2 separate regions of the Rattus norvegicus genome follow, and region 1 is linked to region 2. Evidence: chromatin contacts called from public Hi-C data. All regions are on one chromosome and are shown on one strand. Each heading gives the region's core, a stretch centred on a gene start, on an enhancer-like site or on the middle of the called end of the contact. The rest is flanking DNA. Distances are from core to core; before and after follow the strand shown.

Region 1 (5,251 bases), core at 2,163-4,662, 210 kb after region 2:
ATGTGTAGAATATGAATGTCTTCACTTCGGTATTCTTCATCATGTTTGTCCAAAGGGATTTTTTCAAAGTCAAAGTCTAGCTGCAGGAGCTATAAATTTAAAGGACGTTTACGTTATATTCAGACCAATTGGTAAGGGCAACGCGGAAACCTTCTCAGGTCTGGAAATGCTCCGTATCTTTATGTCGGATCATTTATTTGGATGAAACCACCTGAGCTGAGAACCCGATGTACATGCACTGTACATGTTTTAACTAAATAGGAACTACTTAAACTTCTAAAATTATAATTTCAAAAGCTGTGTAACATTTTCTCATATTCATGAAAGACATGGAATATATTTATATAATATTTAATAATTAAACATTTCTAAAACATATAGCATATATTATCTGAGGGAGTAACATAGCTGTTTTTGTCATTAGGTCAAAGTAGTCCCTTCAGCCGAGAGAATTTCAGGACTACATAGATACAGCTTCAAAATGAGCCAGTTTTTAGTAGGCTGCATTTGTGCCCATAAAAGGGTCTGGGTCATCACTTGGGGGTGGGGGTGGGGGATGAGGAACATATGAAAGATAGGCAAGATAGGCACTCCTCCCAACTTTAAAACAACAAAACCTTGGAAATCGCTACTTATGTAAAATAAAAACACAGCACCTCCACACTTCTATCATGTAAGCTTTAGAACACACTGCTGAAAAGCTCCCACGTGTGGTGTTAACAGCATTGAAAACTGTCTCAGAAGAGACAAGCATGTCATCACCAGCCCCGGCACCGCACTGCAGAATAGGATGGACCAGTGAGAACAGCCAGCAAACTGACTGCTCAGAGATGAGGGCCCTGTGCAGGAGGGTGGCGGAGGACTTCTCCTTGGGCTGTTATCAAGAGAATGTCTCCCCCAAATCAAATTGCCTAAAACACCGGAGCGACCACATCCAGCTTCCCCAGAGGACAGAGATGCGACAAAGACAGACCTAACATGTTACTCACCTCAAAATATTTCTTCTCAATTTCTGGATTTTTCCCCATTGTACGTTGTTCGTAACAACATATAATAGAAGTTTCAGATCCGCTGAGATCTTTTAGTGTTTTCAGCAATGGTTCCAAGGACTATTTTAAAAAAGTACAATTTTCAGTTTATTACTTCAAGAATTTCCTATTATAAAAAGGGGGTCAGGAGGTGAAGAGGTCCTGCCTTTGAGTAAAACCATTCTAAGTCAAGGCAACAAAGCAAGGTTCTCAAATCAGACTGGCAAACAACTACTGACTAAACAGTAATTACACTGAATTCTATATTAAAAAAAAAATAGAAGAACCCTAAGGATTATACATGTTTCCTCAGGAAAACAAGCAGAATTGACTTGTCTTTTGTGTTTGTGTTGAACAAGGGTCTAGTCACATAGCCCAGGCTGGCACTGAACTTACATTGAGTGATGCTATCTGCACCTCTCAAGTGCTGGGGTTGCACAAGCTATACGATCACACCTAGCTAGGCTCAAGTCTTAGAAGTCTAATTACATTTCATCTAAGTTAATGTGGTATTTAAACACAATTTATTCATAATTGTGAATAATTATGAACAGTTTATAAATAAAATTTATAAATCAACAATTTATTCTACAAGTCAGCCCGACCCTAAAGGTTGGCTTGGAATTGAACTTGGATCCTCTGGAAGAAGTGTGTGCTCTTAACTGCTGACCCAAATTTGAAGGTCAGATGGCTCAAGGCATTAATTTAAAACTAAGTACTGCCCAACACTGAGTAAACTAATATGTAAAGAAAACCATTCCACAAGTCTATTAAAATCTTGACAGAGAATTAACTAATTAATTTTGGAGTCTCATCTGTGATCCATGCTGGCCTAGCATTTATGACAATCAGAAGTGCTGGGACTCTAGGAGTGAGCCAATTTGCATCTTAACTAATTTTCAATGTCATGGTTAGCAGTCAATGGGAAAGGTAAGAAAAAAAAGGAAAGAAAAAACAAATGAACAAACAGAAGGTATCTTAGTTTTCCAGAATTTATCCAAACCGGAAAATCCTTTTAAAGTTTTACAAAAAGCCTCCAAACCACCACTCACAGGCCTGTATGCTTATCCTGAATTGTAAGATTGTGTTGCCCTTGATAATTTGTCTTCTCTTACTTGCCTCATCACCTACAGAAAAATATCCCACACCTGGAGGTGTGAAACTACGGAGAGCTGTGGGCTTCAGGACAACACAGTTCAACTACTAGCTGGCTTCATACTCACCTCCTCATAGTATATGCAGTCCGCCATTAATATGTAGTCTGGTGACATCAAGTCTTCTATGTCATCACCCCTTAAAAATGTCAAACATATGTCTTTAACTGATGCTCTGACGACTTAAAGTGTTCATTTTAGAAACGAAAAGCAGAAACTTTCCATCATATTAAGCATGCGTTGTGCAAAATGCCATTTAAAGCACAAGTAAGCGGTTATCTTAAAACAAGCTGAAAGGCCATACAAACCATTTCAGTACCTTGGCTTGAACAGAACCAGTCACAAGATGCTTGTTCATATTAATATTCATTTTCAGCAAGTCTTGTAGCTCCTCAAGATCAGTGACTATAACATCTGCCCTAAAAAACAACCTCGATTGAGGTACAGGCGCACGGCTGCACGCCGGTGACCTGACGCCTTCCCGCCGGTGAACTGATGCCTTCCCGCCAGCTCTTACCCGAGGGTCGCAGCCATGAGCCCCACGGCCCCCGTGCCGGAACCCAGTTCCAGCACCGAGCGCCGACTCAGAGCGTGGGCCCCATCGCCAGAAAACCCCGGCGTCTCCAGGTATTTGGCAAGGACGATGGCGGCGTCCCACACAACGCAACCCACGCCTCCGGAGCCGTACTGCTGCAGTCGAAGCGCGGTCCCATCTCGCTTCTCCAGAACCCGCACAAAGCTCCAGAGCGGATCCTCCACCTCCGGCTCCACGACGGACGGTATTCCCGCTCCTCGGCGGACGATATTCCAGCTCCTGCCCGCCACAGGCTGCGGTACGTGCTGACGTCACGCTCACGCAGGACCCGTACTTCCCAGCGGCAAAGCGGTTGTTCAAAGCGCATGCGTGACTCTCAAAGCCCGGAAGGCGGTAGAAACCCGCAGAATCTACCTGGGAGTGGCCCAGCTGCCTGCTACTTTGATCAGCTCTTTAAGCGCTCTTTAAGCAAACGACAGTGCTTTTTCCATAGCTCACTCACAGCTGTTGACTATAAATCTAGGCAGCTACCCAGGTCCTACCAAAAATGGTTACATTCAAGAAGTTTTTGTACTGTGCTTCTTTGTTATATGAGTGCATAAAAGTGGTGGCTTGGAACGTGCTACTTGCTTTTAACTGAAAAGAAAGGTTAATCCTCTAACATTTAAATCCCACAGAGCCAAAAGATGACCAGTAAGACCAAGTACCTGAGTTCCAGGACTCAGATAGTAGGAGAGACCTGCATGTTGGCTTGACTTTCCAATTGGATCTCTGGTATGCAACACACACACACACACACACACACACACACACACACACACACACACACGATAAGATATTCATTTTTCTACATTTCTTTCAGCTTTGTTGTTTTTTGTTTTCAGGATGGTCTTCTGGTATGCAACACACACACACACACACACACACACACACACGATAAGATATTCATTTTTCTACATTTCTTTCAGCTTTGTTGTTTTTTGTTTTCAGGATGGTCTTCTGGTATGCAACACACACACACACACACACACACACACACACACACACACGATAAGATATTCATTTTTCTACATTTCTTTCAGCTTTGTTGTTTTTTGTTTTCAGGATGGTCTTCTGTATCCCAAGTAGGTTCAAACTCTCCAAGTAGTTGAGTCTCGCTTTGAACTTCAGTGCTTCAGTCTTTAATCTCCCAAGTGCTGCGATTACAGGTGTTCCCCACTACACCCAGCTTCTTCTAGTTCTTTGTGATAAAAACGACATTGCAAGTCTTTTACAAATTAAGACTGAGGTGATTTATTAACCTTGTTAAGAACTCTGATGCAAAGCACAGTAGAAGGCCACAGACCAGTAGATAAACAACATGGCTTTTGGCTACTTTACAATGGGGGCTACTGCACTATCAGCACAACATACGTTGATCACTTTGAACGAGAGTATCCAAATGGGAAAAGCTTTATCCTGTCTGATTAAAAAAAAAATTTAATAAAGCTTTTAAAGTATTTTCTGTTTAAATATTACTAATCTGGAAAAACTTTAAAAATTTCAGTTAACACGAGATTAAAGACAGTTAATAGGTGTGAAGACAAGGCAGATGGCAGTTGGTTCTTATGCCATAAGAAACTTTTGTTCTGGACTTACAAATTAGTAAAATAGCAGATTGTATTATAGGCCTCAAGTCACTTACATTTATATAGGTTATTAGCATTTTCTTTAAATATATACAATATAAATAAACTGTACATATATGGCATATTAATTTTGTTTTCCCAAACAATAGGCAAATCATTAGCTAAAGACACCACACACTGCAAAACAAAAGGCACATCTTAATGAGATACATGCCCTTCTGTAATCAGGTTATACAGAGTTGTTTATAATCTTACCAAAATAATAAACACAGTGCATTCTATTATTTCATTCTATTTTCCGTTTTGTCTTCAGCAGCAAATACTGACATTTAAGACATGGCCTCAAAGAGTTTAAGAACAGTGGGTATTATTCATAATTCTCCTAGATGTAAAAACCAAACGAAGTTAAAAGCTAGAAGGTGGTCAGAGGGTTAAAAACCAGTAATACCACCACACATCCTCTGGATCTGCGTAAATTCATTGTCTTAAAAAGGCATCTATCACTCAGGCCTGAGAGCTCCCTCGAGGCTAGCCCCTGTCAGTGCAGTCAGAAACGTTCTCAGCCATGTTCTAGCAGAGTACAGTGCAATACAGATTCGTTATACTGGCCTTGGGCAGCACGGAGGAGCTGATCAGGCAGTGCTACTGATCCCCTGAGGGCCACGGTGAGGAGGGGCTTTTGCATTTTAGTATTTCAGATTCTTTTCTTTTTGTTTTGGTTTTGACTTTTTGAGACAAGGTTTTTCTGTGTAGCCCTGGCTGTCCTGGAACTTGCTCTATAGACCAGGTTGCTCTCAAACCCTGAAACCCACCTGCCTCTGCCTTCCGAGTGCTGGAATTGGAGGTGTGCACCACTGCCATCTGACAATTTTACTAGTTCTTAAAAGCTTATTTGATCAGTAGCAT
Region 2 (5,024 bases), core at 746-3,245:
GTTTCATGAATTGGTTCTTTCCATTCACGATGTGAATTCCAGGGATCAAACTCGGTAACTTTTGTCCACCGAGTCATCTTGGCAGGTCCCAGTGGGTGGGAAAACCCTTAAGCCTTTATTCTAGTAACTTCTAACTGAAATAGTTATTTTTGTGCTCTACTTTTTAGATAATAGCAAATATGAGAACTAGAGCATCCACTGATTTATCATACCGCAAACCCCTTATCATTTAAGAAGACAAACATACTTAACTCGTAAGAGTGCCAAGAGTTTGCTGTTTTTGTTTACTATTTTTTAAGGCAAAATGTCACTCAGTAGCCCAGGCTAACCTTCCTACCTCTGTTCCCTGAATGTTGGTGTGTTACAGGTATGAACTAGCAGACCCAGATCAACATTCTTTCAGAAGAGTGACAGACACATGATGGCAAAGTACTGCCAATCCTAGCACAAGAAGGAAGGTCATCCTAAATTTGAGGCCCGTCTGCTCTATGCTCTATATCAAGTCCCAAGCCACACTCCTTTAGCTCTGACACTAAGAAGGCAAAGGTAGGCCCATCTCTGAGTTTGAGGCCAACATGGTCTACAGAGAGAGTTCTGGTACAGACAAGGCTATACACGCAAACTGTTTCAAATAACAACAAAAGGGCAAGTTCCAGGCCAGCAGATAGGGTACATAGATCAAGTCTGAGGAATAAAGTTGGATCTTACCCCTGACCCCTCATCTCACATCAGAACTGACTCCCCATAGGTTGTCTTTTGACATTCACTTGAGAGCCCCAAGTTTTGCCTGTATGTTGTTTCCACCTATGCTCACGCACGCATGCACGCACACGGACACACACACACACACGATAAGTAAATAAATGGAGTTTTAAAAATTACCTCCAAACTTAAAATTTACCTTCATAGCAAAACTAGACGGCATCATGTTCTTAGGCCACTCAAATTCTGTTGTGTGAATTCGTATACCAGATTCAAGTAACAGTGTAGCTTTAAAATCAGGTCTGTTCAAGAGAAAGTCAAATTTTTCTTTAGGGAATTTGCCAAAATTTATTCTCTAAATTAAAAAAAAAAAACCCAAAATGCTGGTTATTAAAAAAAAAACAAGAATGTCATATTTATTTACCAAAAGTAGTCCTATAAAATATTCTTACTTTTGAAGCCGAATAAGATACGTCTTGTTATCCACATCATAAACGTTGTTTACTCTCATTCCTAGCAAGCTGCAAAAACGAAACATATAATAAATCATACTCTTGGTTGAAGCAAAACTTTCCGTCATTTATTGGGGTTGCAGGAGAGGAACTCTTCAGCCAGGATATCACCATCGCCTATGAAGGTTATCCTCAAATTAACTGTAGACTTTAAGCCACAATAGTGACCTATGGTCTCAGGAACACTAGACAACTGCCTTCATCTGAAACGGCCCAGTATTTTGGGGGTAAATACAGTAAAATTTAATCTGATTTATTAGGAGCGGTGGGAGTAACCTAGTCCCCGAAAACGACACAAGGTTCACACAGCTGAATAGGATTCAAGTCCAAAACACAGGTCCAAATCTGCCTATTTCAGCTGAAAGGCCCTGCTACCTCTCCTTAGGAAGAAGGATGGGAATTCTGAAGAATTCCCACCAGTCCGGAGCAATGACCATCACTCCCGTTCTACCAAGCGTTCGCTGTGAGATCTCTCGGAACCAGAGCTAAGGAGAGACAGCGTACGGACACGCGTCTCCGGAGGTCTCCCGAGGGCACTGGCTCGGAGCTCGGCCCCCAGGCCTAGCGAATCCCCGGGGCACTGGGAAGACCGTGAGGCTCTCCGGTCCGTCTCGCGACCACCGGGTGCCGGGCCTCCACTCCCTGCTCTCCTAGCACGAGCCTGTTCACCCCCACCACCATACTTCGCATTCAGTTCCGCGAGCACCGCGCGGAGGTCAACAGTGCTGAAGCGGGTCTTCATGGCTAGGGTGCGCGTCGCTACCGCAGTCCTCTCCTAGGCTGCCCCGACGCAGAACTGCTAGGCTTCTGCGCACGCGCACTTGACTTAAATCTACGGCAGCCCAGGAGACCCATTATTTCTTAAAGCAAAAGTGCGTCATTTAACCGATTTTTTTTTTTTTTTGTAAAATCATAATCAATTCGTTTTTCACTGTGTTAAAACAACTCGACATAGAACTATCTACTTTTTTGAAACTGCGTCTTTCCCTTGAACACTGACCAGGTTAATCCCGTCCCCTTGTCCTCTTGTGTTTGGGAATTAAAGCCGGTCTCCACAGTGACCCTATAGGTCATTAACCATTTTGAAGCGAATAGGAGAATTTCCCCAGGAGGGCGCTAGCGCTCGGGATGAAAGTGCAAGGGCGCTTTCTAAACCCGGATTTGAGATCAGACAAAACCCAAAGGTTTGTTTTTCCTCACTCTGACAAGCCGTAGAGATGGGTTCCTATTTTGATGGGCACTACTGTCCGGCATACTGTAGAATTCTCACTCAAGTTGAACATGGTGGGTGCTATACAGCTCGTGTGTCATAAATTCTTGGCACCTCAAATAGTAAAGAAGTTCGCTAAGTAAAGATGTCAGATAAAAATATAGTGAGAGTTCCCATGGGAGGAGAAAAATTATTCCTCCCACATATCCCGGCGTTCTCTGAACCTCTCTTTCTTCTAGTTGTGCATGCTACCAATTCATAAATTGTTCAGGTTATTAATTCATCTAAATTTTTCTTTTTAAAAGTTCTATTATTAGTGATAAACAATTTTAATAGTTTTGGACAGTGGATGGTGTGTGTGTGTGTGTGTGTGTGTGTGTGTGTGTGTGTGTGTGGTCGTAATGGTCATTTTTGAGATAGGGTCTTGCTATATAGCCCAAGATGCCTTAGAACTCTGAATTCTCCTGCCTCTACTTTTCGAGTGTTGAAATTACCTACACACTTAGCAACTTGAGCAATTTTTAAATGAGTGAAACATTTATTTAAAAGTTTAAAGTCATAAGCATTCATATGTAAGTTCTTAGAATGGGTGACCAAAAAAGCAAAAGCAAGCAGAAAAAGTGTCAAATTAGTATATTTAAATACATAAGGAATTTTGTAATTATTATTCTGGGTTTTTTGTTTTGTTTTGTTTTGTTTTTTGAGACAGGGCATACTACATAGTCAAGGCTAGTTAAACTCAACCTTTAACGCAGGCTGTCCTCAGACTCCCTCTCATCCCAGCCTCGTTGGTGTTAGAATTATAGGTACATACTATCATGCCCAGATCATGAACCTTTAACATTGGCAAATGTCTTAATCTATTTTCTATTGCTGTAACAAAACACCAAAGGTTAAATGATGTATATAGTTCACAGTTTTACAAGCTGGAATTCTGAAGTTGAATAGCCACAATTATTTCAACCTAACAAGGGCCTCGGTCGGGCTACATTCCAGCATCGTGATGGGAAGCAGAGTGGGAAAGGGAAGGGACAGTTACAAGGCGAGACAGAAGCAGCAGGGACACAGACGCCAGGCTTCCTCTTATAATAGTTTCTTCATGAGTGAAACTGGTTTCCCCCAAGAACAATATCATTTCTGATTTTAAAGGCTCTTACCACTGCACTGGGCACCAAGTTTCCAGCACTCAAAAGGGACCCAACTCACAGCATTTTGTAGTAAGCATCAATTTTTGTTCTATCCTAAATACAAGTAGAAGGCTAAATACAAGTACAACCAAAACATACACAGCTCTTATAACAGTCTTCCTCTGACTCAAGTGTGGAGCTTGGGCACCTGTGCAGCTTTCTGTAATGGCTCCTATCACTGTTCTATTACCTGCTACAAGTGTAGAGATGAAAACAATACAACACAATGTCTGTGTACAGCATCCAGGGATAAACCGGACTAGGGCAGTAAGAGCATGAAGAAAAGACAGATCAAAGGTCAGATGGGTCTGAGCCAGGGGTTCTCACCCTTCCTAATGCTGCAACCCTTTAATACAGTTCCTCATGCTGTAGTGACACCCAACAATAAAATGATATTTGTTGCTATTTCATAGCTGTAATTTTGCTACCCTTATGAATGAGACATATTTGTATTTTCTTATGATCTTAAGTGACTCCTGTGAAAGAGTAGTTCCAACCCTCGAAGAGGTCATGAGACTGAAGAAACTACAGCCCCTAACCCAACTGCTATAAAGCTCAGCGTATTTAGTATTTAGAGTGGAACAGAAAGGTGGGGTCGCTGCATATAGTTGAATAAGCAGGTAGGTTTATGGTATACATCTGGATAAGGAGACAGGTTTATGGTATATATCTGGATAAGGAGACAGATTTATGGTATACAGTTGGATCAGGAGTCAAGTTTAGCTCTTTTCAGTAGGAGCAGTCTCTGTAGGGGAGCAATCTTCAGGCTGTAACATCCAGGGGGAGAAATATACAGTGGATATTTTTTATTGCCACACTGTCAACATCCACGCTTGAACCAGAGGAAGCCTTTGCCATGCCTCTGAACCTCACCCTGGGTGGAAGGTTTTTGCCATTCTTTCATGGATCCTAATGGGGTCCTTGGAGTCCTTGCCACGGCTTTATTGATGTCAACAATAAATAGTCCCCCAGGGCTTTCTCTACAAATTTATTTTCTTAGTGTTCTGAAGGTCAGAAGTCCCAAAGGGGTCTGCAGAACTGCATCTATGTGGGGGCATGCGTGGGAATGGGGCAGGGACAGGGCAGGGTGGGGCAGGGGTCTCAGGAAAATCCCTTGCATTGTCTCTTATAGCTTCCAAAGTTGCCATATTCTTTGACTGGTGATCCTAAATGGCTTCAACATGTGCTTCCAGGCCATATCTCTTTCCATAACCCTAACTCTTGTCTTTTTATAAGGACACTTAAATTATATTCGGCCTATTAGAATAACCTCTCTGTATCACAACCCCAAAGTTAGTGGAATCTGTGAAGCCCTTTTATCCCCTATGATGTCTGTATGGCCCTCTCCAGATGTTAGAATACAGACTAGGAATTACAGGTACAGCTAAGCCATTGTGAACCAAATTCAGGTTT

What was found. Hi-C and Micro-C count contacts between places; a contact is called where the count stands out from the background.
Region 1: a contact with region 2 is called in a Hi-C map of liver, with 5 times the contacts expected there. The contact joins the promoter of Vcpkmt here to the promoter of Nemf in region 2. A contact is called at or near these places in 12 of 12 Hi-C or Micro-C datasets (the A7r5 cell line, the Rat2 cell line, Schwann cells and 7 more) and 1 of 1 datasets of contacts at active chromatin or transcription factors (oligodendrocytes).

The regions. Positions count from the first base shown.
Region 1 is chr6:93,774,988-93,780,238 of GRCr8, forward strand. Vcpkmt (valosin containing protein lysine methyltransferase) reads right to left here and starts at 3,413. Exons shown (of 5, transcript XM_063262661.1): 1 at 2,700-3,413; 2 at 2,491-2,596; 3 at 2,252-2,321; 4 at 990-1,109; 5 at 1-89. The coding sequence starts at 2,552. Sos2 (SOS Ras/Rho guanine nucleotide exchange factor 2) reads right to left here. Exons shown (of 23, transcript NM_001135561.1): 23 at 3,984-5,251.
Region 2 is chr6:93,569,868-93,574,891 of GRCr8, forward strand. Nemf (nuclear export mediator factor) reads right to left here and starts at 1,996. Exons shown (of 33, transcript NM_001170586.2): 1 at 1,898-1,996; 2 at 1,155-1,223; 3 at 902-1,004. The coding sequence starts at 1,956.